2 separate regions of the Sus scrofa genome follow, and region 1 is linked to region 2. The links are chromatin contacts, called in public HiChIP or PLAC-seq maps. All regions are on one chromosome and are shown on one strand. Each heading gives the region's core, a stretch centred on a gene start, on an enhancer-like site or on the middle of the called end of the contact. The rest is flanking DNA. Distances are from core to core; before and after follow the strand shown.

What was found. HiChIP or PLAC-seq counts read pairs in DNA pulled down with a chosen protein or histone mark.
Region 1: an H3K27ac HiChIP or PLAC-seq map of alveolar macrophages shows a contact between it and region 2. The contact joins the promoter of SGO1 here to the enhancer-like site in region 2. A contact is called at or near these places in 2 of 5 promoter capture datasets (fetal liver and liver), 20 of 47 Hi-C or Micro-C datasets (adipose tissue, alveolar macrophages, brain and 13 more) and 2 of 2 datasets of contacts at active chromatin or transcription factors (alveolar macrophages and skeletal muscle).

What each region holds. Positions count from the first base shown.
Region 1 is chr13:7,151,763-7,154,477 of Sscrofa11.1, reverse strand. SGO1 (shugoshin 1) reads left to right here and starts at 1,276. Exons shown (of 8, transcript XM_003132070.4): 1 at 1,276-1,471.
Region 2 is chr13:6,849,073-6,851,797 of Sscrofa11.1, reverse strand. The region is part of intron 9 of EFHB (EF-hand domain-containing family member B); the gene reads left to right. Among named protein-coding and RNA genes, the nearest start is that of EFHB, 48 kb to the left of the region's middle. Within about 2 kb of position 1,322, at least 7 of the 83 cell types and tissues checked have an H3K27ac peak or open chromatin away from gene starts, as enhancers often do. A contact at or near this core is called in alveolar macrophages, embryonic fibroblasts and fetal liver, where this site is marked.

The sequences.
Region 1 (2,715 bases), core at 27-2,526, 300 kb before region 2:
TTTTCCTATGTCATCATTTTTAAAGTGGTTAGAAAATAGAAAACAGTAGCATTCCTCAGGTATTCATATTTCATAGAACACCATTGCCATGCTATGTCCAAAGCAAGTTCTGGTTCAAAAGAAACCGGAAAAGCCTCTCAGGGCTTTCAGCACCCCTATATCTCCAATTAGAGAGGTACCGACTGATATGGAACCTGCCCACAGAATTCCAGGAGACCCACAGAGCATTTTCAAAAGAAAATTCAGAGAAAGTCACTTGATGTGAATGTTTTACTAAGAAACAAACTGCGAATCAGGAGACCTCTAACTAGAAGTGATTAGAAACTCTTCGCTCAGCAGTTACAGCTCAGTTCATAAAGCCTGAATGAGGGAGTCCATTTTCGCTGTTGTTGCGACTGGTTACCAGAAACTTCTACTTTTTTTGATTAGTAGAATCATTATACTTGTTTGGAGCTCATTGGCTACAACCCAAACACTAATATTAGCATGTTAGCGATAAGGTCACAGAAACATGAAGAATTTTTACAGCTTAAATTTTGTTTTAAAGTCAGAGCCAGCACTTTAGGGAAATCACTCTGACAACACAAGCTAACCGAGCCTGCCATCAGAACAGGCACTGGTACAGTTAATAGAAAAGGATTAGGTAGTTGTCTAGAGCATGGAAAATAGTGGGGTGTGGACCTGAAAATACTTAGAAAGTAGAATTGACAGGACTGGGTAACTGGACGTGGAAAAGCTAAGGGAGAATAATCAATAAGGAAAATTCCCCGGGCTTCTGGGCAGGTAACTGGACGGGTGGTGCCACTTCCTGAGGGTTAAAGAAACAAAGGTAGTTGGGCAAAGAGAAAGCAGCTGGAGCTGAATATTTCAAATATCTGCAACTTCGCTAATAAAATTCCTTTAATCCAAAAACGGGTCCCTATTTTGGTTTGAATATCCCTTTAGCTGCCTCCGGGCTGCAGGCTGACAACTAGGAACATTTTTCTCACAAGAGGGAGCCCTTGCACACCACCTCGAAGACCGGCTGCAGTACGACTAAAGAAACAGGAAGCTTTGAACGCCCTAAAACACCCGTCCTTAAAGGTGTCGGAGAGGCTCCACCCCAAAAAGCCAACAACTCGGAGGCGGAGGCGAACTGAGCCGACGGGTTGACTCTGCCTGACAACTGGCTCCGCCCTCCCGGAAGGGGGGGCGGGTGCCCGGATGTGGGTTCTCAGCAGCAGTGTTTCGCGCGAGGCCGCCGGGCGGGGCGGGGTTCTGCCGGCTCCAGAGTGTCACGTGACCCAAGCTAGCCAGCCAATGGGTGAGCGCGGCGGAGAATTTCGAATGTGATCGTAGCAGTCAGCGGGCGGCTAGAGACGGTGCGGGAGCCTTGCGGGGCCTGGAACTCACGGCGCGCACGGCAGACAGCCTCGCGGAGCCTTGGAATGTGAGGAGGAAGGCTACAGCTGTGGCAGAAGCCGTGGCCAAGGTATTGTGGTGGACGCCCCCGCGGGAGGCGCGTCTCCGGGCCTCTTCCGGCAGCCCCCACCTCCCGCCCCGCTTTCTCGGAAAAGAAGGGGTCGCAGGTTTTTCCGGCGTGGCGCTGGGGGTAGTGACCCCTGTCCCCCTTCCCTCGGGACGTCCCTGTGGTTCTGAGTTCAATGGCGAAAAACTCAGGCTGTGAAGTAGGCCTGAACGGTTGCCTTTCTCTGTTCGGCCACCCGACCTGGGCTTTTCGATGCTCAGTTTCCTCTAATGTTAAATGGAGACCCAAACCTCCCGCCTTGCCGAATTGTGTGATTTAAGTGATGTGTAAATAAAGCGTTTTCAGTGACTAAAAGCCCCAAGTTCAACATCAGGGCACACACTGGCAGCTCTCCTGTGCAGCGCCATAACGTTGACGTCCCTTTCTTTTGATGTTTCTCTTACCCTGGAGAAGTGTCCTGTGCGGCTGCCCCAGCAGCAGAAATGGTGAAAGAATTTTAGTGGATATCACATATTCTAGGTTCTTTTGACTCGAGACCCCTTACCCGAATACTGGACAGACGGAGACTACCCTGATTGTTGTCATTCATTCTTCCCACCACACCCCCTTTGAACACCATGGGCCTAGACAGGAATGAGGCCTCTGATGCGACAACTTTCTTTTGTTATATTAAGTTCATCAAATGGAATGACGAATATTTTTTAGATGTGCTTTGCTTTTTAAATACCTTATCTAGACTAACTCGGTTAGTTACCTAATCTGTATACTCTCAAACATCTCCAGGTTCAAACAAAAACTCCATTGTGTCAGGCTATTTTATACAACCCACTTAACACTAGTGCTTTAAAAAAAAAAAATTGTGCTTGCTCTACTGGAAACATCCAGTATATATTATATCTACATTGGAAGAAAGAAAATATTTAAATGAAATGGACAATATCTATATTAAAGACCCCAGAGTAAAATAAGGAAGGCCTGGAGGAAATACTCAAGAAAATATAAGGTTCAGGAAAATATTTGACTAACTTAGAGGAGATAAAACTATCCTTTGTAGTGAAAGTTGTATATGGATGGTTGTCAGAAACAGGAATTATATTTTGCAATTTTAAGATCTGCAAAGTACAATCTAGGGCAAAAGATGTTCATGAAAAGTAGTTTGACATACTTAGTAGCAGAATACTGAAGCATGTCTGAGTTGCAGCACTGAAAGATTTAAGCATACTTAACGTACTCAATAGCACAGTCCA
Region 2 (2,725 bases), core at 73-2,572:
TATACTTTAAATTTTACTCAAATCCAAGTATCTACAAAGATGGTATTGGGGAAATTTACATAGTAGGGGTGTGAATAAGAAAACCTAGCAGAATGCATAATGCTCTGCTTCCTAAAAATTTTTCATTTTAAATGTAATTATAGGCAAGACGATCATCTTAATAGCTGTTGATTATCTTAGTGAACCACCAGGCGCATTCCTTATGATAAAATTAAATTACTAAGAGAAAATTACTGAGAATTATTTAATGCTGATATACCTTTTAAATAGTTAACTTTTAATATTCACAATGTAGTGCTTGGTGTCCTTGAGGAGCTTTTTTTTCTCAGAGGGTAATAAAATATGGGTCTTCTTAGTACAGCTGTAGGATGGTTTTTGATGATTTGAATCTTATACCGTTGAATGCCCAGATTTAATTTAATTGAAAAGAAAAATAAAACAGAACAAATAAACTGATTTCCTAAATGAAATCTTCTTGGCTTAGAAGATTAATTATGTTATTTGTGAACACTCGCAGTGCATCAAACATTACTCAAGATAAGGTGTAGACTTTCCACTCAGGGAACTTAAAATCTAGAGGGGGGAAGAAAAAGGCAACTTATCATGTTAAAGAGTGGTCACGGCAGAGTCTCGAATTTTCAGAACAAGTATATATAATTCCAACTCCTCCCATTCTAATTATTACGCAGGATGGGACAATTACTTTTGGGGAACAGTGGCATCCAGTGACAAAACTGGTTTACTAAGACTTGTGAGCCAGGAGCTGGTGAGGAAGGTAGATTTTTTTTTCCTCAATGAATTTTATTACATTTATAGTTGTAATTGTGATCATTACAACCCAATTTTGTAGCATTTCCATCTCAAACCTCAGGCCCCTCCCCCCACCCCCAACCTGTCTCCTTTGGAAACTATAAGTTTTTCAAAGTCTGTGAGTCAGTGTTTATTATGCAAAGAAGTTCATCGTGTCCTTTTTCTAGATTCCACATGTAAGTGATAGCATATGATGTTGGCTAACTTCACTTAGCATGATAATTTCTAGGTCCAGGTAGACGGGTTTTTCTTGTTTTTTGTTTTTTGTTTTCCAGGTAGATGGTTTTTGAGAAGGCTATTCCAAAGCTTGGTAATAGCAGATGACTGTGGATGGTTGGGAACAGGAAAAGTTCATTGAATGCCTTGGCTAACAGCTCACTGTTGAGTAACCTTTGTGCTATAAGGCACACCACTGTCAGACTGAAAATGGTCCAGACAGCACAGCACTTGACTCAGATTAATTTCATGGGCCATACTCTCGTGATGGAGCTGACTGATTGGTGTGTAATAGCAATTCCATAAATGGAAAATATGTCAACAGTGGGATGAGCCACTCTGAGAGGGGACAGTGTAGTCAGGATGTCAGGAGCATGGGACCATGCCCTGTGTGTGATGTGTCCTCCCTGGCCATGAGCCAGATGGGTCAGCTTGTAGCAGGAGTCACAAGTTTGGCACGTGGTGGTAGCCTCTCCCGCAGAAACACAAACTGCTTTACTTTGTGCCCAGTCTAAAGGTGGGTGTATATCTGGAACAGTGATGGATCCAGGCAGTGATGGTGGCAATCTGCGCGGGTCTGGCTCAATCTGAAGCTTGATTTCAGTCATTCTCAATGAAGAATGGACTCTTTCCTGGGCATCTATGTGAATTACCTGAATCATCCACTCAGCAGCTGTGATTTGCTTCCATAGTTTTCAGACTCAAAAGGTGCTGTCTTTAATCTTCCAGTCTGCAGTTTTCCAAGTGGCAACCAAACAGGCAGGCTATTGGCAATAGTCCAAGAATCAGTAAAACTATAACAGATTTATCCAGAGGAGTTCTGGCCAGAGACATGAGAATAACCTTGAAATCTGCCCCCTGAATAGAGTGACTCTGCCCTTTGTTGGTCCTTCACAGTTCTCACTGGGGTTGAAAGGCACAGCAGACCAGTGAAGACCATTAGGTTTCAGATTAGTGAACCAGGCCCAGAGACTCTATCTAAGTGGTAAAATCATTACTGATAGAGACTTGCAGCTCAAAGGGGTCATTAGGGCTGTGGGGCCCCAAGGGGACTAGCATTCTCTACATGTGGCTTCTCTTGGTCACAAATGTCTATAAACATTTACAATACAGGCATGGAAAGTATCCATACCAACTGTACATCCAGTGTGAAAGCCACACAAATTATATATATATATATATAATATATTAATAATGTAATATTAATATATAAATTATATGTAAATTATATATAATTATATATTATTATATGTAATTTTAAAGTAAATATATCTATTAAAAAATATATATAAAATATATTTTAGGGCCACTCCTATGGCATATGGAAATTCTCAGACTAGGTGTCAAATTGGAGCTACAGCTGCAGGCCTATGCCACAGCCACAGCAACGCCAGATCTGAGCTACATCTGTGACCTACACCATAGCTCGCGGCAAATGCCAGACCCTTAACCCACTGATCGAGGCCAGGGATGGAACCCGCATCCTCATGGATACTAGTCAGGTTTGTTTCTGCTGAGCCACAGTGGGAACTCTCAATATATTGTAAACTTTCCTTCTCCACTTTGAACAGGCCCCACCAGCGGAATCCTGACATCTCTTCTCCCTGCAGATTGGGTTGGAGCATGACTTTGGCACCCTTAACCAACGAAGCCATAGTAGTTTGAGTCTCTCCCCACTGAAGTTCCCCTGCTTGGATAG